Linked DNA regions of Mus musculus: regions 2 and 3 are each linked to region 1. The links are chromatin contacts, called in public promoter capture Hi-C maps. All regions are on one chromosome and are shown on one strand. The core of a region is the stretch at or near the end of the contact, and the rest is flanking DNA. Distances in the headings are between cores, read along the strand shown.

Region 1 (2,984 bases), core at 471-2,970:
TTGTATGGATGGCATAGTGCAGCTGTGCAGGGTACTAGCATGGCTAGCTCGTCTCATCCATGGATTCTGAACCTGGAGAGTCTACCAAGGATGGACAGAATATCCTAGGGTGTGGGTGGGAGGGATGCCTCAGTGGGAAAGGGAGCTTGCTGCTAAATCTGATGACTGAGTTCGATCTCTGGGACCAACAAGGTAAAGGAGAGAACTCCTATAATTTGTCCTGACATCAACGTGCACACCACTGCATGCACGGCACCTCCCACCCCCCATCAATAAATAGTGCTCTTGTCATTATTTGCTACATGGTAGAGTATAACAACCATTCATAGTGTATGGTACAGTATAACAACCATTCATAGTGTATGGTACAGTATAACAACCATTCATAGTGTATGGTACAGTATAACAACCATTCATAGTGTTTGAAGGTAAAAGCAAGGGAGGTGTGATTTAAAGCATACAAAAGGTTATATACAAGTACTGCACCATTTCATAGGACGAACAGGCATTCACTGGGTTGGGAAGGCAGTTCTAGAAACAAATACATACATACACACACACACACCATAGGAAATAGCAACACACTCAAATGGTGAGCTCAACACTATCACTCATTTTTCAACTATGTGATGTTTGTTCCCTCAATAAGTTTACCATCCAGGGGACCCCAATAAAGTGGCCATTAAAAAGGGGCTAGCCCACTATGCCATGGCAGTAACTAACATATACACCTATCCTGCCAGAGTATACTAAAAAACAAAAACAATTCCCGAAGCACTCTGGCTTTGAAAGAATCTGTGAGACACAGCCTAACATGCACAGAACCCCTTGTTCAATCCCCACCACCTCATAACCAAGGCACGATGCCACACATCTTTAAGCCCAGCACTGAGGGAGAGGCAAGAAATTCAAGGTCATGCCGGGGTTAGGGATAAACACAAAACATAAGGAGTAAAATAGTCTTGAAAGGCTTTCAAACGCTACACTACAGGGGGAATAAAATACTATAAAAGGAACTGGGCCGTTTTAGAGCGGAAGAAACCACTACTGAGCGTGTAAGCACACGAGGCAGCGGGAAGGAGACCGACTTGGACTTTCTATTCTCATCACGTCAGTAATTAGACAGTCACTTGAAGGTTTACCCACAAGCCAGCTGCCCCAGGCTGGATTCAAAGTAACTATTTGAGTCACAAATCCCAAAGGTTGTGAGAATGCCTTAGGGGAATTCGAGTTGAAAGGTTGAAACGTGAAGGGAGGGCGTGACCCTGAGGCTGACCCTGCGTGGGCGCGGAGGTCTGGGTTCCTGGCAGGTCTCCATGGTGAAGTGTAGGGGGCAGATCCCGAAACTGGAGCTCCTGGGGACAGGCTCCACCGTCAGTAGGTGGGTCTGGAGTTCCAGGTCCTGAGCCCGAGAAGGAGACCTAAATGCTCCACGGAAGGCCCGGAGCAGATCCGCCAGCCTGCGGGGGTCTCCCCGAGGGCGCGGAGCTGGTGCTGGGGCGCTGTACGGTTCAGACAGGCGGCTTCCCGGGCCTCCCCCAGCACGGCCCACACTGGCTGGGAGTCTGGCCGTCCCGCCAGCCGCAAGCGCCCGACTCCAGGCCCCAGACTCACCGCGCGGCTTCGGCCACCGCCTCAGCTGCCGCCGCCGGAGCCGGTACCGCCGCTTCAGGCCCCCAGCCTCAACACCCGCCTTCCCCGCTGTCTTCTAGGCCAGGGAGGTGGGGAGGGCGGGCTCGTAAGCGCTACAACCAATCAGCGGGCCGAGCTCGAAGATGGGGAGGAACATCCACCAATAATCATGAAGAATTGGAGCTTCGGGACCGGCTTCTCGAGGGCGGGGATTGTTCAAATAGACAAAACGAGCAACCAGTGGCAAGCAAAAGGAGGCGAAGGACTATTCCGAAGAGCCAATCAGTCGTGAGTTGACTTCGGTCACTTCCACGAACACTTCCGGTACGTCGCTACTACAAGTCCCCTCCACACACGCTGTGACCGTGTGGAGCCACGGTTTGGTACCCTAAGGACCTGTTGAAAGAACTGGGGCAGAGGTTAGGGATCGTGCTCGGGATGCTGAGAAGGGGCCGAGTGTCCGACGCTCTCGAATCACTGCAGAAGACATATCTTGGAAATCGGTTCACTGAGGAACTCTTGCTTTCTCGTTTGTAAAACTGAATATGCATTTGCAAGGGTTTTTTTGTTTTTGTTTTTGTTTTTTTTTATTCTCACTGTCCCCAAATTGCCTTACTTGTGAGCTCATTCTCAGGATAAGATGATCACCGAACTACTTTAAATACAAGATTTTAAAGAAAAATCCTTAAAAATTTTTTTTTATTTTTCAAACGGGCAATAGCCGGAGCTAGGGATGTAAACCAGTCGATAAGAGTGTTTGCCCACCCCGGCGTGGTGGTGCACGCCTTTAATCCCAGCACTTGGGAGGTAGAGGCAGGTGGATTTCTGAGTTCGAGGCCAGCCTAGTCTACAGAGTGAGTTCCAGGACAGCCAGGACTACACAGAGAAACCCTGTCTCGAAAAACCAAAAATAAAGAGTGTTTGCCCGATAGGCATGAAAGTCGTGGGTTCAATTCCCAGCACTGTGTAAAGTGCATGCCTGTCTTCCCAGAACTCTGGTGGTGGAGGTTTAGAGGGTCAGAAATTCAAGGTTGAACTAGGGAGATTTCTCAGTGTTTAAGGCCCTTCCAGAGAACCTGCTCCAATATATAAAAATGTATCATTAAAATTTTTCATATGAAATTTATGCAGATCTTTTGTTTAAATCTTTATTTTTTTATCAGTGTTGTAATACACACTGAAAATTCCTAAATAGCTTGAATTAGGAATTTGAGTGAACTATTAAACACATTAATATTAAAAGAAACATGTGAAGCTATTAGTAATGATAATGCAGATAAATATTTGCTAGTAAGGTAAAGATTTCCAATTAGTTGAAAGCGTTAAATGTTTTTAAGTTAAAAAACAAATTA
Region 2 (2,971 bases), core at 71-2,570, 300 kb after region 1:
TCTCTAGCTCTCCAGCAAAGCTGCCCCTCTAAGGGTGCAGTGCCTGAGGATAGGCAGATACAACAGGTCTCCATACTTCTCATGCTTGCCTAGACCTGTTTCTACCCCTGACCTCTCTCCTTGTTCTCCTCAAGGGCCCTGGAGAGCAGGGACAGACAACATATCTGACAGGCTTGGGGACTGCCTTTAATGATGTCATAAGGCAGATCTAGGATAGAAGGCTCTGCTGGCCAGTCCTTAGCCTGGTGGTCAGCTGCTGTACGCTCTCTGCTTTGGCTTTAAAGTCAGGCCTGGTACCAGATAGGCAGGATCAGACTATCTTTGTCATCCTACCAATGAGTGCAGGACTCCCCAGAAGACTCCGGATGAGAGGCCAGATGAGGGGTAGGATGGACCAGGGTTTTGAGTGGAAGGACCTGGCCAAGTCCTCTGTGGCTTGAAGATGCCCCAGCCCCATCGGTGGGAGCGTCAATTCACACACTACCCCCTTGACCCTAGCACCACTCCATCCCTCCTGTTACATAGCCAAATAAAATGTTTCCAGCCTCTGTGTGCCCTGCGGCTTTTGGAGGGGAGGGTTGGTTCATGGACAATCCTGCCTGGCCCTAGAGAGGCAGGAGTGTGGCTGCAGTCCATGCTATAAAGAGGGGTTGAGCATTTCAGGAGTGTGGCCATGGCATCCCCCAGCTTAAGGGGCAGAGCCCTCAGCCCTATAGCCCTCATGCCCGGGAGTGCAATCCAAGGTGGCCATGCCAGGCTCTGCAGTCACCTTGACGAGAACTTTACTGATTTTTTGGTTGAGCCCAGCACGCAACAGATGCACAATGCTTGTCAAAGTTAATTATCTCACTCCAAAATAGAATAGATGGGTTAAGCTAGGATGGCTGACCTCCTGCCTTGAAACTCCACTTTCACTTGATAAATGCTTTGTGAGTTAATTTTCACTAGGACCAGAATCCTCAGAGAAACCCAGAAAGAGGTTGGACACGGAGTGGTGGCTCAGGCATTTAATCCCAGCCTCAGGAGGCAGATGCTAGTGGATCTCTTGTGTGTTCAAGGCCAGCCTGGTCTACAGAGTGAGCTCCTGGATAAATAGACTTAGTCTCAAGAAAACAAAACCAAAAACCAAACAAACAAAGCCAGAGGAGGTACAGCTCTGCCCCTCCCCATGGGTGGGGCAGATCCAGTCGCCTGTCTGGTAGGGACTAGATTCTAAGTAGCGCTTCCTTCGCTGGAGGAGGAAGCAGGCCCGAGGTGGGAGCAAGCTGCTGAACCGCTTGTCGCCTGGAGGGGGAGACGGAAGCCGGGGAAGCCCGGCCAGTGGAGCAGCAGCTTGGTGAGGGGGGGGGGGGATCCTAGAGCTCCGAGCTCACCATCTTCGCACCGACGCGGAAGGCCCGCTGGTCGGTGCGTGACGCCAGTGGGAAGACGGGGCGGGGCGAGGTGACAGAGGACCGGGTCGCCGAGGTCCAGGCCCAAGGCCCTGGAGAGCTGAGGCCCCCCTTCCTCCGGTGCCCAGGTCGCGGCCGCTGGGCAGCGGGGACCGCGAGTGGCCGGCGGGAGGGTGGGGCCGGGCGCAGGTCACGCGCTCGTGGGGAGACTTGGGAGGGGTGCGGCAGGTGCTCTCGAGTCCGGCGCCGGGACGCGGGGACGCCGGGCCTGCTGTAGGCACGCGAGGGTCCCGGACGGTGGCGACACCGGCTTCTCCTTGGGACGCCGGGCTTCAGGCGCTAGGGTAGGACGTCCGCTCGTGACCCAGCCGCAGCCTGGTGTGGATTTTACCCCTAAGGCACACCAGGGGCACTGTAGTCTCCCTGGCAAGGTGGCTTGTTTTGGGGGGGGAGAGTGACACTGGAGTGGAATGCCATCAGGACCACGGCAGGGGGAGACCCCCCACTCGGGACACAGTGACTCACCCGTGTAGGCAGCTTTTAGGAGTTGCCGACATCTTTTAATGCGCATAGTTTAAGATTGTTGTTGGTTGTCCTTTCCTTAGGATGGAGCCCAGGGCCTCCCAAGTGTTAGATAAGCATGCTACCACCCGGCAGCACCTCCCCCACCCCCACCCCCACCCCACCCCCGTGAGGGGGAGACATTTCTGCTCCTTCTGCCTGGAAGTTCACAGTCCTTCTAAATGAGTCATTGCCAGCCTTATTTACTTTTACTTTGTATTTTGAGACGAGCAAAATTGATTAGGCTGGGACAAAAAGTTCAAACTTTCCACCGAGTATCTGGGACTGTGAGGGCGTGCCTCCACTCAGGTTTGTTGTTTGGGCTTTTCTTTTCTTTCTTTCTTTTTTTTTTTTTTTTAAATCTTTTTTGTTTGTTTTATGAGACAGGGTTTCTCTGTGTAGCCCTGGCTCTCCTGGAACTCACTCTGTAGACCAGGCTGGCCTCAAACTCAGAAATCCTCCTGACTCTGCCTCCCAAGTGCTAGGATTAAAGGCGTGTGCACCACCACTGCGGGTTTATCATTTTGTATTTTGACACAGGACGTTTAAAAAACTGTAAGCATTTGAAAGACCCTGCCCCTCCCTAGCTAAGAATTTAAGCTGGCCCCATGTGATCCCTTTCCTTCGTGTAGTAAATATTCCGGAGAGCCAGAGTGTATTCACCCTCTTGTGTGCTCAGACAGAAGCCCCCAGAAGACCACCAGCTTCCAGGAAAGGCTCTGAAAATTCTGAGAATGCTACAGTTTGTTTCCCTGAAAGCGGGTGGGGAGGCTTAGGCTCATTTGAGTGACAACATAGGGTCCCACCTCACACCTGGGGTAAGTCGGTGAAGTGAGCCTTGAAAGGAAGTTTTACTGCAATGGCAAAGCAGGACTCGCCTCCGAGAACTTAAGAGACAGCGCAGTGGCCCTGACTCTTTCCAGGTCACAGGCCCAACTGGCTCCAAAACAAAGCAGTTTGGGAGTGAGGGGTGGATATTGAGACCTCGTTTCCTGTGTAGCCCAGGCTGATTTAGGAAA
Region 3 (3,035 bases), core at 192-2,691, 510 kb after region 1:
GGCCTCAAGGCCAAGAACAGACAATAAAACTGAACGTGTACACTCAAACCTCCACTAAAACCTTATAAAACTTACTGTTATGGCTCAAAAAGCTAAGACCACAGAGCCAAGATCATATAGCTTCAAAGTGTTTAAGAAGAGCCAACCGTTGAACATCAAGGCCAAGTTGCAACCCTCTGTGTGACCACCACCGAGCATGGGGGGACACCACTAAAGTGGACAGTATGCACACGGACGTCAAGTGGTGGCTGGGCACCAAGCCCGCAACGAGGCCTCACCGGGACTGAAGAGCTGGGCCCAGAGGTACTGGTGATCCTGAAGCAGCTCCGAGGCGGGCATCTCCAACAGCTCCAGCATCTCCTTCCGTGCTAAGTCCTGCAGCGCCTTGAGCTCCTTGGCTCCTTTGCTTTTGAGCACCTGGGGGTGGATGGGACCAGAGATGTGCACCACCCACAGCACCGTCTCGTCCAGCTGTGTCTTGGGAGCCACCTGGAGCCTGTTCACTAACTTCTTAGAGGTCACCACGACCAAGTGCACCAGCCCCGATGGAAGGGGTGTGGACCGGCCCGAGTAGAGGAGAAACTGGTGATCTCCGACCTTCTCCAGGGTGCTGGTGAAGGATTTGGGGACTGGGCCTGCGGTGGGCCCCACAGTCTGCAACGCGGCCACGCGCTCCGTGGGATTGTTGAGCTGGATGCGCTGCAGATAGACGTGGGGTCGGCCTCGGTGCGCCAGGAAGTCCTCCTGCAGTAGCACGCAGTCCCGGCCCGACCCCGCGGAGAGCCCGGAGGCCGAGGCGGGCCCGGGGACACCAGCGGCAGGGCCCGAGCCCGGGGTCCCCAGCTGCAGGCAGCGCACTCGGCGCAGCAGGCCCTCCCGCAGAAGCAGCACCGCCTCTCCAGCCTCGGCCACCACATTCAGCGGGCGTAGCTGCACGAAGGGCACGAAGTCCGGCGTCACGGCAGGCTCCCGCTCTCCGGGCGTCACCCACAGCCGGTTGTTGGAGGCGTCCAGAGCCAGGAAGCCGTTGGCCACCAGGGCTGGCACCCCGGGGCCAAGCGGCACCGCCTCGCCGCGATCACGCAGGCCGCGCCACGCGCGGGTGGCCGCCTCCAGACAGGCAGACGGCTCGGCGGCGCCCGGCTCGCTGCGGGCCCAGGACGGCAGGTGCAGGCCGCCCGCCGCCCGCCGCGCCCCGGAGCTCGCGAACCACAGGAGCAGCACCAAGAGGCCGAGCAGGCAGAGGAGGCGGCGGGCCCAGCTGCTCGACAGCAGCCCCGGCAGCCCCTTCAGGCGCTGCTGCAGCCACATCGGGCCCGCCGCCCAACCTGCCCGCCCGGCCGCCGCCGCTCACTCCCCGGGCCGCGTCGCCGCGCCCTCCTCAACGCCCGCCGCAGCCACCCCAGCAGACACCTTCACCGCTTCCTCCTTCTTCTTGGTTGCCTCCTAGACGTCAAACGCCACCGGCCGTAAGGCGTCGCTGAGTCTTTTGCGACAAGGTGGAAAAGCGGCCAGGGGCGGGATTTGGAGAGGGGGCGGGGTCTCCTTGGGGGCGGGGCCTGGACTGAGGGGCGGGGTGGGGAAGGGAAGAGTGTGGGCAGGAGTCCAAACGGCTTGTTGGAAAAAAGAGAGCAAGAAAAGAAAGTCAGAGAGCAAGCCAAACCCAACATGTGCTGCGCCTCGTTTGCTGCTGATGGTTTCAACAGCCCTAAAGTTAAAAAATAAGAACGTACTGTTTCTGTAAACTATATTTAACTGAATGAAGAAAAGACATGGGGGTAAATGGAAGGAAAGAAAGAAGGGAAGGAGACAGGGAGGAATGAAGTGGAGGGAGGAGGGAAGGAAGAGGAGGAGGAAGGGTAGCCACTGAAAAATTATTTCCTAGGAAATATTTTGTTGGCAGCGTTTCAAACCTGCCTGGCTGCGAGTACACCAGAGTGGGACATAAATCCAGCCTGTTTCTTGAACACAGCAAGTAGTTTTCTTGATGTCAATCTTGAGTTTTAACTCATTAAATAACGCGAAACATTAAGATCTCATACTTTGACAAGACCCGGAGCATCCATATGGGGGGAAGGGCGAGGGGGGCGGAATTCATTGGGAGCACTGGAGCAGACAGTGGGGTGGTTGTTTCCACTTTGAATTCTAGGTAGACAGTGGGCGATTGTTTTCACTTTGGATTCTGGGCAATCCAGAGCCAGACGGGCTGTTGCAAATTCACAGTTGACAATTGAACGGTCACTTAAGGTGGCTTCTAGTGGGTTGTAGGCAGACAGAAAACTGTATGCTGAGGTGGCAAGCCAGTGTCGCATTGGAAGAATGCTCGTCCTGTTTTGATTTGATTTTTATTTTTATTTATCTTTGAGACAGAATCTTTCCTTTGTTGTCCAGACTGGACTTCAAACAATTCCTAGGCCCAAAAGATCCTTTCTCAGCATCCCCAGTCCCTAGAATCAAAGGCATTTGTCCAGCTTTTTACCCATTTTTATTTTCACACAAAAATGAATGCTAAGAGCCCAGCAGTGGTGGCACATGCTGTTAGTCTTAGCATTTAAGAGGCAGGGCAGGTAATTCTCGGAGTTGGAGACCAGCCTGGTCTACAGAGTTCCAGGACAGCCAGGACTACACAGAGAAACCCTGTCTTGAAAAACTAAAGTGGGCTGGTGAGATGGCTCAGCGGTTAAGAGCACCGACTGCTCTTCCAAAGGTCCTGAGTTCAAATCCCAGCAACCACATGGTGGGATCCGTAATGAAATCTGATGCCGTTTCCTGGAATGTCTGAAGACAGCTACAGTGTAAAAAAAAAGAAAGAAAAAGAAAAACTAAAGCAAGCAAGCAAGCAAACAAACACCCCAGAGCTCAGTAGCACATTTTAGCCAGTTGTTGTACACATATCTTTAATCTGACTCTTCAAGAGGCAGGGGCAGGTAGATTTTACTAAGTTCAAGGCTAGCCTGTCTACACAGTGAGACCATATTTCAAAACAAACTAAAACAACCACACTTTTTTTTTTAGCAGACTATTAGCTCAGAACA

What was found. Promoter capture Hi-C pulls out the DNA fragments that hold promoters and counts their contacts.
Region 2: a contact with region 1 is called in a promoter capture Hi-C map of neural stem cells. The contact joins the promoter of Fbxo6 here to the promoter of Mtor in region 1. A contact is called at or near these places in 27 of 39 promoter capture datasets (the 3T3-L1 cell line, 3T3-L1-derived adipocytes, the C10 cell line and 19 more), 2 of 15 datasets of contacts at CTCF or cohesin (hippocampal excitatory neurons and large pre-B cells), 65 of 484 Hi-C or Micro-C datasets (the 63-12 cell line, B cells, the C3H10T1/2 cell line and 45 more), 48 of 115 datasets of contacts at active chromatin or transcription factors (the 230-238 cell line, the HPC-7 cell line, the NIH/3T3 cell line and 33 more) and 6 of 9 other capture datasets (adipose tissue, embryonic stem cells, embryonic tail and 3 more).
Region 3: a contact with region 1 is called in a promoter capture Hi-C map of pre-B cells. The contact joins the promoter of 2510039O18Rik here to the promoter of Mtor in region 1. A contact is called at or near these places in 12 of 39 promoter capture datasets (the C10 cell line, the HPC-7 cell line, HPC-7-derived erythroid cells and 8 more), 8 of 484 Hi-C or Micro-C datasets (CD4 T cells, the P5424 cell line, adipose-derived mesenchymal stem cells and 3 more), 6 of 115 datasets of contacts at active chromatin or transcription factors (embryonic stem cells, large pre-B cells, pro-B cells and 1 more) and 1 of 9 other capture datasets (adipose tissue).

The regions. Positions count from the first base shown.
Region 1 is chr4:148,447,318-148,450,301 of GRCm38.p6, reverse strand. Mtor (mechanistic target of rapamycin kinase) reads right to left here and starts at 1,720. Exons shown (of 58, transcript NM_020009.2): 1 at 1,615-1,720.
Region 2 is chr4:148,150,378-148,153,348 of GRCm38.p6, reverse strand. Fbxo6 (F-box protein 6) reads left to right here and starts at 1,320. Exons shown (of 6, transcript NM_001163706.1): 1 at 1,320-1,407. Fbxo44 (F-box protein 44) reads left to right here. Exons shown (of 6, transcript NM_173401.5): 6 at 1-550.
Region 3 is chr4:147,939,301-147,942,335 of GRCm38.p6, reverse strand. It overlaps 2510039O18Rik (RIKEN cDNA 2510039O18 gene), which reads right to left and starts at 1,441. Exons shown (of 3, transcript NM_029841.3): 1 at 279-1,441. The coding sequence starts at 1,311.